2 separate regions of the Mus musculus genome follow, and region 1 is linked to region 2. A link is a contact called in public HiChIP or PLAC-seq data. All regions are on one chromosome and are shown on one strand. Each heading gives the region's core, a stretch centred on a gene start, on an enhancer-like site or on the middle of the called end of the contact. The rest is flanking DNA. Distances are from core to core; before and after follow the strand shown. Region 1 has its middle 93 kb from the start of Ppp3ca. Region 2 overlaps Bdh2 (3-hydroxybutyrate dehydrogenase, type 2).

Evidence for each region. HiChIP or PLAC-seq counts read pairs in DNA pulled down with a chosen protein or histone mark.
Region 1: a FOXA1 HiChIP or PLAC-seq map of pancreatic cancer cells shows a contact between it and region 2. The contact joins two enhancer-like sites. A contact is called at or near these places in 3 of 39 promoter capture datasets (the 3T3-L1 cell line, hippocampal neurons and pre-B cells), 1 of 115 datasets of contacts at active chromatin or transcription factors (pancreatic cancer cells) and 1 of 9 other capture datasets (liver).

What each region holds. Positions count from the first base shown.
Region 1 is chr3:136,573,559-136,580,533 of GRCm38.p6, forward strand. No RefSeq gene overlaps it. Among named protein-coding and RNA genes, the nearest start is that of Ppp3ca, 93 kb to the right of the region's middle. Within about 2 kb of position 4,618, at least 16 of the 459 cell types and tissues checked have an H3K27ac peak or open chromatin away from gene starts, as enhancers often do. A contact at or near this core is called in pancreatic cancer cells, where this site is marked.
Region 2 is chr3:135,294,101-135,301,030 of GRCm38.p6, forward strand. Bdh2 (3-hydroxybutyrate dehydrogenase, type 2) reads left to right here. Exons shown (of 10, transcript NM_001172055.1): 6 at 1,128-1,188; 7 at 2,720-2,833; 8 at 6,574-6,632. All of the region lies in intron 1 of Gm46826 (a long non-coding RNA gene), which reads right to left. Among named protein-coding and RNA genes, the nearest start is that of Slc9b2, 10 kb to the right of the region's middle. Within about 2 kb of position 4,366, at least 81 of the 459 cell types and tissues checked have an H3K27ac peak or open chromatin away from gene starts, as enhancers often do. A contact at or near this core is called in pancreatic cancer cells, where this site is marked.

The sequences.
Region 1 (6,975 bases), core at 3,368-5,867, 1.3 Mb after region 2:
AAGGTAAACGTAAGAATCTTACTAACAGAAACCAAGACCACTCACCATCATCAGAACCCAGCACTCCCACTTCGCCCAGTCCAGGGCACCCCAACACATCCGAAAGGCTAGACCTGGACTTAAAAACATATCTCATTATGATGGTAGAGGATATCAAGAAGGACTTTAATAACTCACTTAAAGACATACAGGAGAACACTGCTAAACAGGTAGAAGACCTTAAAGTGGAAGCACAAAAATCACTTAAAGAATTACAGGAAAACACAACCAAACAGGTGATGGAATTGAATAAAACCATCCAAGACCTAAAAAGGGAAGTATACACAATAAAGAAAACCCAAAGTGAGGCAACGCTGGAGATAGTAATCCTATGAAAGAAATCTGGAAACATAGATGGAAGCATCAGCAACAGAATACAAGAGATGGAAGAGAGAATCTCAGTTGCAGAAGATTCTATAGAGAACATCGGCACAATAATCAAAGAAAATGGAAAATACAAAAAGATCCTAACTCAAAACATCCAGGAAATCCAGGACAAAATGAGAAGACCAAACCTACAGATAATAGGAGTAGATGAGAATGAAGATTTTCAACTCAAAAGGCCAGCAAATATCTTCAACAAAATTATAGAAGAAAAAACTTCCCAAACCTAAAGAAAGAGATGCCCATGAAAATACAAGAAGCCTACAGAACTCCAAATAGACTGGACCAGAAAAAAATTCCTCCCAACACATAATAATAAGAACAACAAATGCACTAAATAAAGATAGAATATTAAAAGCAGTAAGGGAAAAAGGTCAAGTAACATATAAAGACAAGCCTATCAAAATTACACCAGATTTTTCACCAGAGACTATGAAAGCCAGAAGAGCCTGGACAGATGTTATACGACACTAAGAGAACACAAATGCCAGCCCAGGCTACTATACCCAGCCAAACTTTCAATTACGTTAGATAGAAAAACGAAAGTATTCCATGACAGAACCAAGTTCACACATTATCTTTCCACTAATCCCGCACTTCAAAGGATAATAACAGAAAAAAAACAATACAAGAACTGAAACCACGTCCTAGAAAAAGCAAGAAGATAATCCCTCAGCAAACCTAAAAGACATTTGTATCTGGGAAAGGACCCAGATAGAGCTGTCTCTTGTGAGACTATGCCGGGGCCTAGCAAACACAGAAGTGGATGCTCACAGTCAGCTTTTTGATGGACCACAGGGCCCCCAATGGAGGAGCTAGAGAAAGTACCCAAGGAGCTAAAGGGATCTGCAATCCTATAGGTGGAGCAACAATATGAACTAACCAGTGCCCCCTGGAGCTTGTGTCTCTAGCTGCATATGAATCAGAAAATGGCCTAGTCAGCCATCAGTAGAAAGAGAGGCCCATTAGTCGTGCAAACTTTATATGCCTCAGTACAGGGGAACGACAGGGCCAAGAAGTGGGAGTGGGTGGGTGGGGGAGTGGGTGGGGGAGGGTGTGAGGGACTTTTGGGATAGCAATGGAAATGTAGATTAAATAAATATCCAATAAAAAAAAACACAACAATAATTCCCAAGGAAGTATTGCTTCCATCAAGCTGAACTCTCTTCTGCAGGAATCCTGTGAATTTCAAATCATAAAATACAACAGGAAACCTGGAATTGCAGCAAATGGGCCTCCACCTGATAGGCATACACATATCAGCACATGCACGCATACACACATGCATGCACACACAGTGTAATTTGGTTTTGTCATGTTAACCAAAATTTCCTCCTTGATCAATTATACTGATTGAGATAAAATTACATATTTTGATGATAAAAGCTGTTCACAGCATATATGTATACACACACACACACATATATATGTATATATATATATATATATGTATATATATGTATGTATATATATATATATACACTTATTAGTTGTTAAATGTCCTAAATATAGAATTGTAAACTAAATTTGAAAAATATAGATATACAGACAGTGGTAAGAACACCCTGAAATCCAGAGGCAAAAGAAAGTAGAAAGAAATTCTTCAACATAGAAAAACAAAGTTACAGTCTGATCATAAACACCAGTGAAATGTGGAAACTAAGAAAAAAGAAACTATTTGATGTCACATGAGATTAAGGAGTTGTCTGTGAAGAGGGGGTGTCAACTGAAGAATTGCTTCCATGAGGTTGGCTTACAGGACAATCTGTGCAGCATATGTTTTATTTTTGGTTGAAGATGGAGGACTCCACTCAAGGTGGATGGTGACACCCATGAGAAAGTGGGACTGGGTTTAATAAAGCAGAAGGCTGAGCAAGCCATGAGGAGCTAGTCCATAGGCAATATTTTTCTATGGCCTCTGCTTCAGCTCCTGCCTTGAGTTCCTGTTTCAGCTTTGCTTGAAGAGGGACTATAAAGTGAAAGCCAAAATCTCTTCCTCCTCAGTTTGTTTTCCATCATGGTGTTTGTCACAGCAACAAAGCAAACCTGAACACTGGGACTCCAAGTCTTACTGACTAATAGACATGTAACTTTAGCATGTTGCGCTATTTACTGTCAGACTAGCACATTGTCTAAAGTGCTATTTAAATCCAAACACGATAGCTCTAACATCTGTGGGCTATATGTTTCTAAATTTCTCTCTATTCTGAAAATTGAAGTTTACTAAATAAATACTTGGAGTTTTAGGCCTTATGATTCTTAGCAGATAACAGGTGTTATGTTAGGAGTGATCAATGACAATTTAATTAAAGAGTTATTTACAAACCACAGGTGAATTGAAAAGAAACAAAAATGGTTAGCTCCAAAGTCCCAAGGCAGAATGAATAATGAGCCACTGTAACTGCTGGAGAAGGAAAACCACAAAGAATAGTCACGATACACACTCTCTGCGAAAACAACATTTCAACACCTATGACATTTGACATAGGAACAAGGCCATGACAAAAATCATATTGAAGAAGTGATGAAAGAGAAGAAGAAAGTGGCAAGAACACCAGGGACTACTTACTTTTCTTTGGTTTCTCACCAATGTGTCCCTAACATTGAAACTAGTTGAAAAGCACAGGAAGATTGGCACCCTTTGATTTGGTCCTTAAAATCCATTCTTCAAGTGCACATTCCAGAGGGAGAACAAGAACATGAAGCAGAGCCCTAGCATCAGATGAGCATCCAGTACAACCTCTGCCCATCTGAGACAGGCGCAGCATTCGTTCAGTGTTTTGCTGAAAGACCAGGGAAATTTAGCCAAACAAGCTCCATTTTGCCCATAATTTCTTTTGTTCATAACCAACTGATATAATAAAGATGTCAAATTGTCAGTGAACAAATATAGAATGGATTCTACATAACTACTGAGAGACAGACTGCTCCAGGACAAGAAGAGATGATTAGAAAAAGTGAGGGTTTCACAGTATAGAGGGATCATTTCTTTCGCACTATTGTCAAAGTGATGCTATAAACCCCAAATCTAGATGGAGGAATGAATTACACTGATGTGAAATGGGCACAGAGAGCACATTAGGAAGAGGCAGCCTTAGATCTTGGGTACTAGAGAATATTGTGGCAATCCCAGAACTAAGTAGAAATCAAGCTATAAAAACTGTGAGGATACTTTATATCCAATTTAGCCAGATTCAGACTTTGCAAAGTAATAAAGCATTAAAACCCAGTTTTTTATATAAAGTAAGATGACAACACTAGCTGAACAGCATGAAACTGTCAAGAAATTACTGGAGGTTCAGTTAGAACATTGAAGGAATTGGGACCATTAACAGAAATACATCTACCACTGTGCAAATCTCAGACTTGCAAATATTCTGTTGCTCAGTCTGTGTCTGAAACCAAGCCTCACACCATATGAAGATTGGAAGTAGATGATGATACAAAGTCAGCTCAGTGAACTAGTTGGTGAACTAATAGCATGGCCATAGGTTAGAGGATACAACACAGCCAGGCTCGTAGTTAATTGAAGCTAGAAGAAATCTGTTGATCATAGTCTTCAATGTTCTGTCCTACAGGAGGGTTCTGTTTGTTTTGGTGAAGATTATGATTTTTAGCAAGAAGTTAGGGGAAGAGATAAATACACCATGATTAACTGCAACCTTCCACTAAGCTCTATGGTAGTGGGGAAATGAGCAGAGACCTTTATATTTATCTGTATGGTCCAGTCAAAAGAGGCTGAGGTGTGGCAGGGAGACACAAAAAATGCTAGATGATGAGTATCTAGGTCAAGGTCTACTATAGCCACTTTGCCAGTGTCCTAAGGGACTCCTGTGTCTTAAAGAAGATTCCAGATAAGGAAAATCCTTAGGGGGAGCTTTGGCCAACCAGCCCCAGTACAGACTCAGGAAACAGAACAGAATTCAGGAGGCTTCTTTGTCTGACCTGTGAGCTTTTAACATGGATGTTATAGTGAGAGGAGATGAGAGAGATAGAGCAGTCAGTTAGTAACCCCCCAAAAGGGAAGGGATGCTGAGCCTCATCCAACATAAGCCCATTCACACCAAGGTCTGTGCTGACAAGGCTCATTGGTTGGCTCTCCTCATTTTGACAGTCAGTTCTTTCTACACACTATCTTCCTTTGCTTTTAGTTTCTACGACAAACCCAACCCAAAGCCACTTAGGAAGGGAAGTGCTTGTTATGTTTACAAGTTCTGATCATGGTTAGTCATAGAGGTGAGTCAGGGCAGGAACTCAGAGGCAGGAACTGGAACAAAGGCTATGAAGGAATGCTGCTTACTGGCTTTCTCCTCCAGCTCGCCACATTAAGCTCCTTTTCTTCTACCTCCTTGGATGACGGCCCAGGGTGGCACTACCTACAATGTGCCTGCCCACATCAAGCATTACTTAAGAAACTTGCCCTCCCACACACACACACACACACACACACACACATGCACCTCCCTATAGTCCAATTTGATGCAAGCATTTTCATAGCCAAGGTCCCCTCTTCCCAGATAATGCAAGTTTGTGTCACATTGACAAAAATATATTCAGCACATAAGCTGAATACATCTTTCCTTTCATGTAATCTATTTGTAGCAGTCAAGTACCATTAAACGTAATGGCCTGAAGCACCATCGCATTTTTTCTCACCATTCTATTGCTTAATGAGGCTCTCTTCCCCCTTAATGCTGGACTAAGCTAGAACATCCTAGATGGCTGGCAGTGGGTATTCACTTTGGCAGGGGCTTACTGCAGTTTTCACCCACAGCACCTGCATGTATCTTGATCTGTTTCCATGGTTCAGCCAGCTTCCTGGAGAACATTTTCCAATGGCAGGCATCTGAACAGGAAGGAAGCAAACCTTCCAGTGAGGTTTCCCTAGCATTCCTCCATCACATCCCACCGGTAAAGGAGCCTTAGGGTTTGTTCGGAGTCCAGAGAGAGGGATACACACCAAAACAGAACTTCTGCTATCTCGGGTCTCACAAATGGTTGCACATAAAATATTCATGTCAGCACTCCCAAGAATCATGTCGGAACACACTGCCAAGGAGTGCTGGGGATGGCAGCCTTGAGTTCTCTCCTGATCCTAGCTTATTTCCTGGAGGAAGCATGAGTGACTGAAACGTTAAAATGCCACCATTGTCAACCAGAGAGGAGCTGGGAGCTAGTTGCTTAGTTGCTAAGTAACTAAATTACTAATCAGAATTTCCCGGTAGAATACAGGAGAATAAAGAAAAGAGTCAAGGTGAGAGGGAAAAATTGCTTCTCTCCAGTGGAGTCTCACTGGGATTTCAAGCTACTCTTAAATGTAGGCTCTATGCCCAGCAACTGATGACCCACAACGCAAAAGAAAGCCAGTGGAGCTTCATTGTCTCATATTTTGTCAGGGCCTTCCCACCTTGGAGGTCCTTTGCATAAATATGATGGCTTCAAGGTTGGTGATTTTTATGGGATCTAATCTATGTACAAATATGTGTTTGTTAGTTTTGTTTTATTCCAGTTTGGGGTACTTTGTTGTTATTTTAATGTATATTATTTTAATATTATTTAGATGCCTGTTTATTTTCTAATGGGAGACAGGGAAGTTATGAAATCTGATGGGAGGGGAGGTAGGGAAGATCTTAGAGAGTTGGAGAAGGGGAAACCATAATCAGAGTATATTAAAACCTATTTTTAGTAAAACTAAAAATATATTAAATTATAAATGCGAAAACATGTGGATGTCCAAAATGAGAAGCGTTTGGTGAAACCTGGTTCTAAATCTAACCTCCCTGAGTCCAGAAGCAGAATTCAGTTGGGGGTAAACAGGAACCCTGGGGAATGGATAAAATACTTAGCCTCCTTTTAAAATATCAAAATGACACATGTAATATAAATATTATCGTTTTAACTGTTGTTATGGTTGGACTTTAGTATCATCTTCCTCTGTTCAACCATATGGACATGATAGTTTTGAAAATTGTAATGAGAAAAATATTTCTTAAGCTCTTTCTGAAAGCATAATCCATATGATCAAAGGAAAATACAGGTAAAATACATCTATATAAAGGGAAGAAATAGAGCTAAAAGAAGTTTAGGGATCATTGGGGCCAGGGTGGCTTCTTCTATTTGAACTGTTTTTTAATTCGATGCTTTTAGATATATTTTTATAATATTTTTCAGAGTTTATTTTTATTCAGGAGTTTCCAAGTCAGCAAGAAAACCCATTTCCATGAGCGGTGAATTGTCTCCCTAAGCCCTGTCTCGTTGCCAAGACAGCGTCATATATATTCTCAAGGACACAGCTCATCATTAGTAGCTGCTCTTCATGACCACTTTTATGTACGTATATTTACATCATGTATTTAAGATTATTCTATTGGGTCCAGAAAGAAAGAAAGACTGTAAAACAAATATATCTAATAGCTGAAGCAGGAGTCGTCCAGCAAAGTTCCAGAGGCTCTAAATGCCTTGTTCCCACTAAGATCAGTATGGGTAATAAAAGTCCTTTCTCTTGGGATGCTTTGAAAGTTTAGTTGCCATATCATTGGAAATGTTTCCCAG
Region 2 (6,930 bases), core at 3,116-5,615:
GATAAGAAAAAATGATAAACCAGATTTTTTTTTTTTTTTTTGGAGTCTTACTACAGAGCACTGGCTGGCTTAAACTCACCATGTGTATATCATGGTGGTCTTCAGCTCACAACCATCTGCCTTCCTCTGCTTCCTGGGGGCTAGGATTAAAGGGGGCAAGGCAGGGGGAATTATGTCTGGCTTTAAGATCCCCCTTATCATCTACAGAGGCGCTTTGCAGGCAGGCATGGTGGTGCACACCTTTAGTTCCAGCCCTCGGGATGAAGAGGCAGGTGGATTTCTATGAGCTCCAGGCCAGCCTGGTCAACAAATTGAGTTCAGGACAGCCAGGGCTTCCCAGACAAACCTTGTCTCAAAATAAGAAAACAAAACAAAACAACAACAACAAACAAACAAAAGACAACAAAGGCTCATTTAAGTAACTGTTGCTTCCCCTCTACTGCGTCCCTCGGCATGGCTGTCACCTCAGCCTCGCCTGTGTGCTTTTTGCCCATGCAGCCCCATTCCTTGCGGTTTGTCCTGTATTCTCAGATCTCGGGTATAATAAGCCCCAAGTATTAATATGGAGAGTAAGAAAAGTGCCACAAGGAAGTGGACTTTCTTGGCCACCCCAGCTCTGGAGCCTCCATTCACAAACCCCTACATTCCTTCTAAGCACTGGTAAAGAAACTCGGCCAGCAGGACATATATTTTCCCCTAAGTCCCTTACATCGAGTGTCAAGATCAGTGTCTGGAAGGAACCGTCTTTATTTGATTTACAGGATGTCGCAGCCATGCCAGGCATCCTGCTCTCTGGCTTGTGTCCTGTCCCCAGCAGCTCTCTGGGCTCTGCCACTCCCCACTGACTCTGCTTTCTTTGCTGTGCCCTCCACCTGACAAGTGGTTTCACGGAGAAGCTGGTACCCTGGGCTGACGTGGTGGTGTGTGCCTGTCATCCCAGCACTCATGAGGCAGACGTATGAGGAGCCTGAAGGCCAGTCTAGGCTGTAGTTTAAGAGCCTGTCTCCAAAAAGAAAGGGAAAACTAAAGAAAGAAAAGGGTCTAGGTGGCTAGGGGTCGATGTAAGTGTGCCAGTGAGTGAGTATTTCAGCCAGCAGGATGCACATGACTGTTCCTTGTCTTGGCAGATGCTTGCTCAGAAGTCAGGCAACATTATCAACATGTCGTCTGTGGCCTCCAGCATCAAAGGTAGTAGTCCCTTCCTCGGAGTGGGGGTTGGGGTGAGTACACACACACACACACACACAGACACACACAAACATACACACACACACACAGACACACACAGACAAACACAGAGACACACACACAGACACACTCACACACACACATACATAACACATACATATACACACATACACACACACAGAGACACACATATACACACACACAGACACACTCATACACACACACATAACACAAACACACACACACACGGTTCTTTCATGAGCTGTGGATTTTAGAACTAAACTTAAACAAGTTAATGAAACCCACATGAAAATTCAAAATGGCTTAAAAAAAAAAGGAAGGAAGAAAGATCATAAGTGGTTTATGTCATCAGGCCTATTGTTATAGCTGTTCCACTCATCAAATTAAATTTAAAAATTACTGTCTTTGCCTTTCCTTTTATCCCTTCTCTATGTATGGGAGTGAAAATTGAATTAGGAGAAGAAAAAATTTATCACTGAAGTAATACGAAGTGACATATTGACTGCAAGCTGAGCTGAAAGCTCCTTGGGACCAAGAAAAAAAAATTTTTTTTTCTTTTCACAGTACAAAAGGGGACAGATTCCATCTTGTGCTTCTTATAGTCTCAGGGAGCTCTTGGCCTCAGATTCCTAATTGGAGCCAAGGCTGGCTTGGATTCCTCCTGATCTTCCAACCTCCGCTTCTGAAGTGCCAGGTTATAGGTGTGCAGTGTGCAGTACCAGACTCGGCTTCAGAGTCTGTGTTCTGTGTTCTTAACAGAAGCTTGCACAAAGTGCTCCATATGCAAGCAGGCCTTGAGGTTACAACTCAGACAAGAAGGAATCTGGATCCTCAAAGAGAAGGCAAGGAAGGGGCTAGGACTAAACGGAGAGCCGTCAGAGCCTGGCATTGACGGGCTTGTGAGTTTGATACCTGGGTGTGTGTGTGTGTGTGTGTGTGTGTGTGTGTGAGAGAGAGAGAGAGAGAGAGAGAGAGAGAGAGAGGCTCTGTATGAGGAGGTACTGGGAGGAGGGGGAGCGAATCCTGGGCTTTAGAGGGAATAAATACATATATTTTTTTAAAAATGAAATCAATGCCAAGACGGCATTCTCTCTCTTATAAAATATGAAACATACATGAGCGGAATGTAGGTGAGGTGGCCTTTATACTTCTTCACTTACAAAGTTTCTAAAAAGGAATGAGGGTTTCCTAGCTGATGCAGTGAAACCCCGTGACAGTGACCAGCAGGCGACGGCTACAAAGCGCTAGCAATATCTCAACACCAAAGTCCAAATTAGGTTCCGCGACACCGGTAGCACTTTCTGCACCCAGAAACCGTCTCTATCCCTATTATAGGAGGAGACCCTAAGTCACTCACTCTTCAAAGGGAAAGCTGATTTCAAAATGGTTTTCTTTTAATTCAAACAATAAAAATTAAAAGGAGGGTGATGGGAAGAAGTGAGAAACTGAGTGGGGCACTCTTCTGTGCTCCTTTCCAAAGAAACAATGTCCCTGGTTCCCTCTCACCCAGGGGTGGAGAACAGATGTGTGTACAGTGCTACCAAGGCGGCTGTGATCGGTCTCACCAAGTCCGTGGCTGCAGACTTCATCCAACAGGGCATCAGATGCAACTGTGTGTGTCCAGGTGAGCCCGGGGTGAGAGGGTGGGAGCCTGGCCTTTCTTACATGCTGTTTGGCACCATAAAACATTTTCATCAGCTTAATTACCATATTGCTTTCCACCACTGACAGACATCGAAACTAAAGGTTTGACTTTGTTAAGAGAGCAGTGTAGCTTTTGTTGGACAGAGGTTCCAAGTCAATTGGAAGAAGCCTCGATGTGAAGATTTAAAACAGCAGGACAATGGTGGTGCTCGCCTTTAATCCCAGCACTGGGAGGCAGGAGGCAGGCGGATCTCTGAGTTCAAGGCCAGCCTGGTCTACAGAGTGAGTTCCAGGACAGCCAGGGCTACACAGAGAAACCCTGTCTCAAAAAGAAGAGAACAAGAGAGCAAGACGAGAGCGCAAGAGAGCGAGGGGTTTAAAACCCAGCATGTGCAAAATGCTTTAGACTCAGTTTGAGAAACAAAACTTGCTAGAACCTGTTGACTGTGGTGATGTTGTCCTTGGTGAGTAGAAAAGCAGAACATTTCCATGGGATAGCAGGGACAGCAGGGGACAGCAGGGGACAGCAGGCAGACAGCAGACAGAAAGTCGGGGGAGCCTTTGGGAACACAGGGGTCCACCAAACTCCCAAACAACCAGAGTGGCTCTGAAATCAAAAGGATGCTGTGGCCTGTTCTATAAGTAAAACTTCCTGGAGACACTCCCACCTGGATGGCTCACGCCTTCTTGCCAGAGTGGAGAGGTTTCAACAGATCACGTGACTCAAAGCAAAGCATAACTACCGTTATGAAAAAAAAAAGTGTGATCGCTCTATGAAGAAGCAGAGAAACCTGCTTTGCTTTTTATGTGTTGTTCCATCGTTTTCGGCCCGCCTGGAACTCACTGTGTGAACCTGATGGTCTACACCTCGCAGGGATCAGCCTGTTTCTGCCCGCTTGCTGCTGGGGTTGAAGGTGTGCATCACTATACCCAGCAAAACCACTTTTCTTAATAACTGTGGATATGACATAGGTTCTAGGTAACCAGGTATGTTTTGTTCTGGTTCCACCCACCCAAAACAAACACAGGGTACCTAACAAGGGTGATTAGTGTCTTCTGAAAAGAGTAGTGTCTGTCTAGGACTAAGGTTTTCTTTTCTTTTTGTTTTGCTTTTTTACTTGTTTGCTTGTTTTTTTTTGTTTGTTTGTTTGTTTTGTTTTGTTTTTGGATTGGTCAGTTTTTCTTTTTATTGTTGTTGTTTTCAGAAAGGGTTTCTCTGTGTAGCCTTGGCAGTCCTGGAAATTGCTCTGTAGACCAGGCTGGCCTTGAACTCACAAAGATCTGCCTGCCTCTGCTTCTAGAGTGCTGGGATTAAATTCATGGACCACCATTGCCTAGTTCTACTAAGGTGTTCAATAGTCCACTGCCAGAGTTGAGGTGATCTACCAGATGGGCATGCCAACATTGAGGGGATGTGTTGATAGGAAAGCTGTGTGTCCTTTGGGAAGTCCTATAGAAGATTCTATTTGATTCTCAGGTTGGGAACCACAGACTTACTCAGGGGAAGCCATTAACTGTCAGCCAGGCCTGCACTACAGAGATTGGGATACTCTGTCCCATTTCTCTTTGGGTGGAGATTCAGCCACAAGTGATATTGAGAAAAAGGACATTCACTGTCTACACTTGACTACACCTGACCTTTGTGGCACTGGCCATCAGGGGAAAAAAAAAGGCAGAAGATCTAGAATATGTGGTTGTTTTCACAGCTAGAACTTTCATAGGACTTGGAAAATCAAACTCTAGAACGAGGAACTAGCTGTGAGTCACGGAGGCCATCCCTGATGCAGAGGAGTGAATGAGTGTCTGGGTTAGTGCCAATGGTTGTGAGTCACTATCTCCAGCCAGACATGTAGACGTGGCACAGCAGACACCAGGACATGGGCTCACACTAGCTTTCATTTAGTATTTACCACTGCCAGCCACATGTAAACTGTGACACCCACTCAGCACTTACAGTTGTAGGGTTTTGAGGACTGCTATGGTCAGCTCAAGGTGAACATGGGCTGAGAAAAGTTTGGACTTTTAGTAGGCGATTGACAAGCAAAATGGGGGAGCAAAATTTTGTAAATTGGGTAAGTGGATGTCTCTTCTGCAGTAATGGGGAGATTCAGACTGTTGCTGACAGGGAGAGTTGTATCAGCTGAAAGTGCTGCCTGTGTGTGGCAGGGTGTGTGTGTGTGTGTGTGTGTGTGTGTGTGTGTGTGTGATGGAGAACCTAAGGAAAAGATTCTACACAGGGCAGGATCTGATATGGAAGATACTCCATCTCCAGAAAAATGACAAATGATAAAAAAAATTAGGAAACATTTTCAGAACAGAGACGAGATCTATGTGTGGCTTTCTCAATTGTGTGGTCTACCGACAAAGGTAAGAGGTGTCTTTAAAAGTTTGTTTTACCTCTTATTCTCCCTTCCCTGACTCCTTTCTCCTTCTCCTTCTCCCTCTCCCTCTCCTTCTCCCTCTCCCTCTCCCTCTCCCTCTCCCTCTCCCTCTCCCTCTCCCTCTCCCTCTCCCTCTCCCTCCCCAGTATGTTCCTGGCCAGCCCCCCCTTCTCTGTCTCTATTCCCTTCTCAATTCCCCTTCCCATGTCCTAAATAAACTCTATTCTATACTTAAAAAAATTATTTTACACCCACAGAGAGACCAATCGATACCCCAGAGCACTGTTATCTTGCAAACAAAACAAAAATCCAGGTTTCTACAGAGAGCTTTTGGATTACATGAGTTAGGGGGAAAGTCCAGACAACTATATAGGCTTGGGTACTTAATGGGTTTTAACTTTTTAATCCTGCTTATTTTTCCTCCTTTGAAAAAAAAAAGATTGATTGATTGATTGATTGATTGATTGATTTTATGTATATGAGTACACTGTAGCTGTACAGATGGTTGTGAGCCATCATGGGGTTGCTGGTAATTGAACTCAGGACCTCCACTCCCTCCGGCCCCACTCACTCCTACACTGCTCGCTCCTGCCCAAAGATTTATTTATTATATCTAAGTACACTGTAGCTGTCTTCAGACACACCAGAAGAGGGTGTCAGATCTCATTACAAAAGGTTGTGAGCCACCATGTGGTTGCTGGGATTTGAACTCAGGACCTCTGGAAGAGCAGTCAGTGCTCTTAGCCGCTGAGCCATCTTTCCAGCCCTTATTTTTCCTTCTTAAGAAAAACAAATTATGTTTTTATTAGAACTTTTAACAATAGTTTAAAACTGAAACCAGTAGAAGCATGCAGATAGGTTAAGTCTATGGCAACCGTGAACTTGAGGCCAGGATCCCCGTGGTGAACTTGGCAACAGAGCAGAATGGTTTGCAATCCTTACAGCAGACTGCTGAAGCTCAGACGTGCTGTTTTCTACGTCTCTGGGCTCCCATGGGGTCTAGCTGAGATAAGGCAAAGATACTTACAGATCTATAAATCATCAAGCAAACATAGCATGACTGTGCGTCACTGAGAGAGCGGGTTAATTCACCCAGAGTCCCAGCCTGCTGTCACAGAACCACTAGGGTGTGTGTGTGTGAGTGTGTGTGTGTGTGTGTGTGTGTGTGTGTGTGTGTGTGTGTTTTGATGACACTTAGTGGTCAGGCAGGTAGAGCTCAGAGTGTCATTTAAGAGAAAGGACAAAGATTTCACTGCTTGCTTATCGTGTGGAAAAGGAGTTTAAGGTTTAATTCCCCTTTCAATTGAAGTAACCACAGTGACTGTCTCCTTTGGTTTAGGAACGGTTGACACCCCATCTCTGCAAGAAAGAATACAAGCCAGAGACAATCCCAAAGAGGTACATATATCTAGCAGTTTGAAAGTGTTCCAACCTTTTGGCTAAAATTAAAAAAAAAAATTTAAATGCCCTGTTCCTTATCCAGACAGATTCATAGATCTATGAATCTAGAGAGAAAAGAAGGAGGTGGCTGCCAAGGCCTGAGGGAGGGGGAAGTTGCTGCTTGCCCGGTGGAGATTTTCATTTTGCGAGATGAGAAGTAGTACCAAGGAGCTTGCAGCTGACAGCACTAAGTGTTTTGTACTTCTTACCCCTGAGCTGTGCACTTAGAATGGCCGAGATGGTCAGTTTAATATCT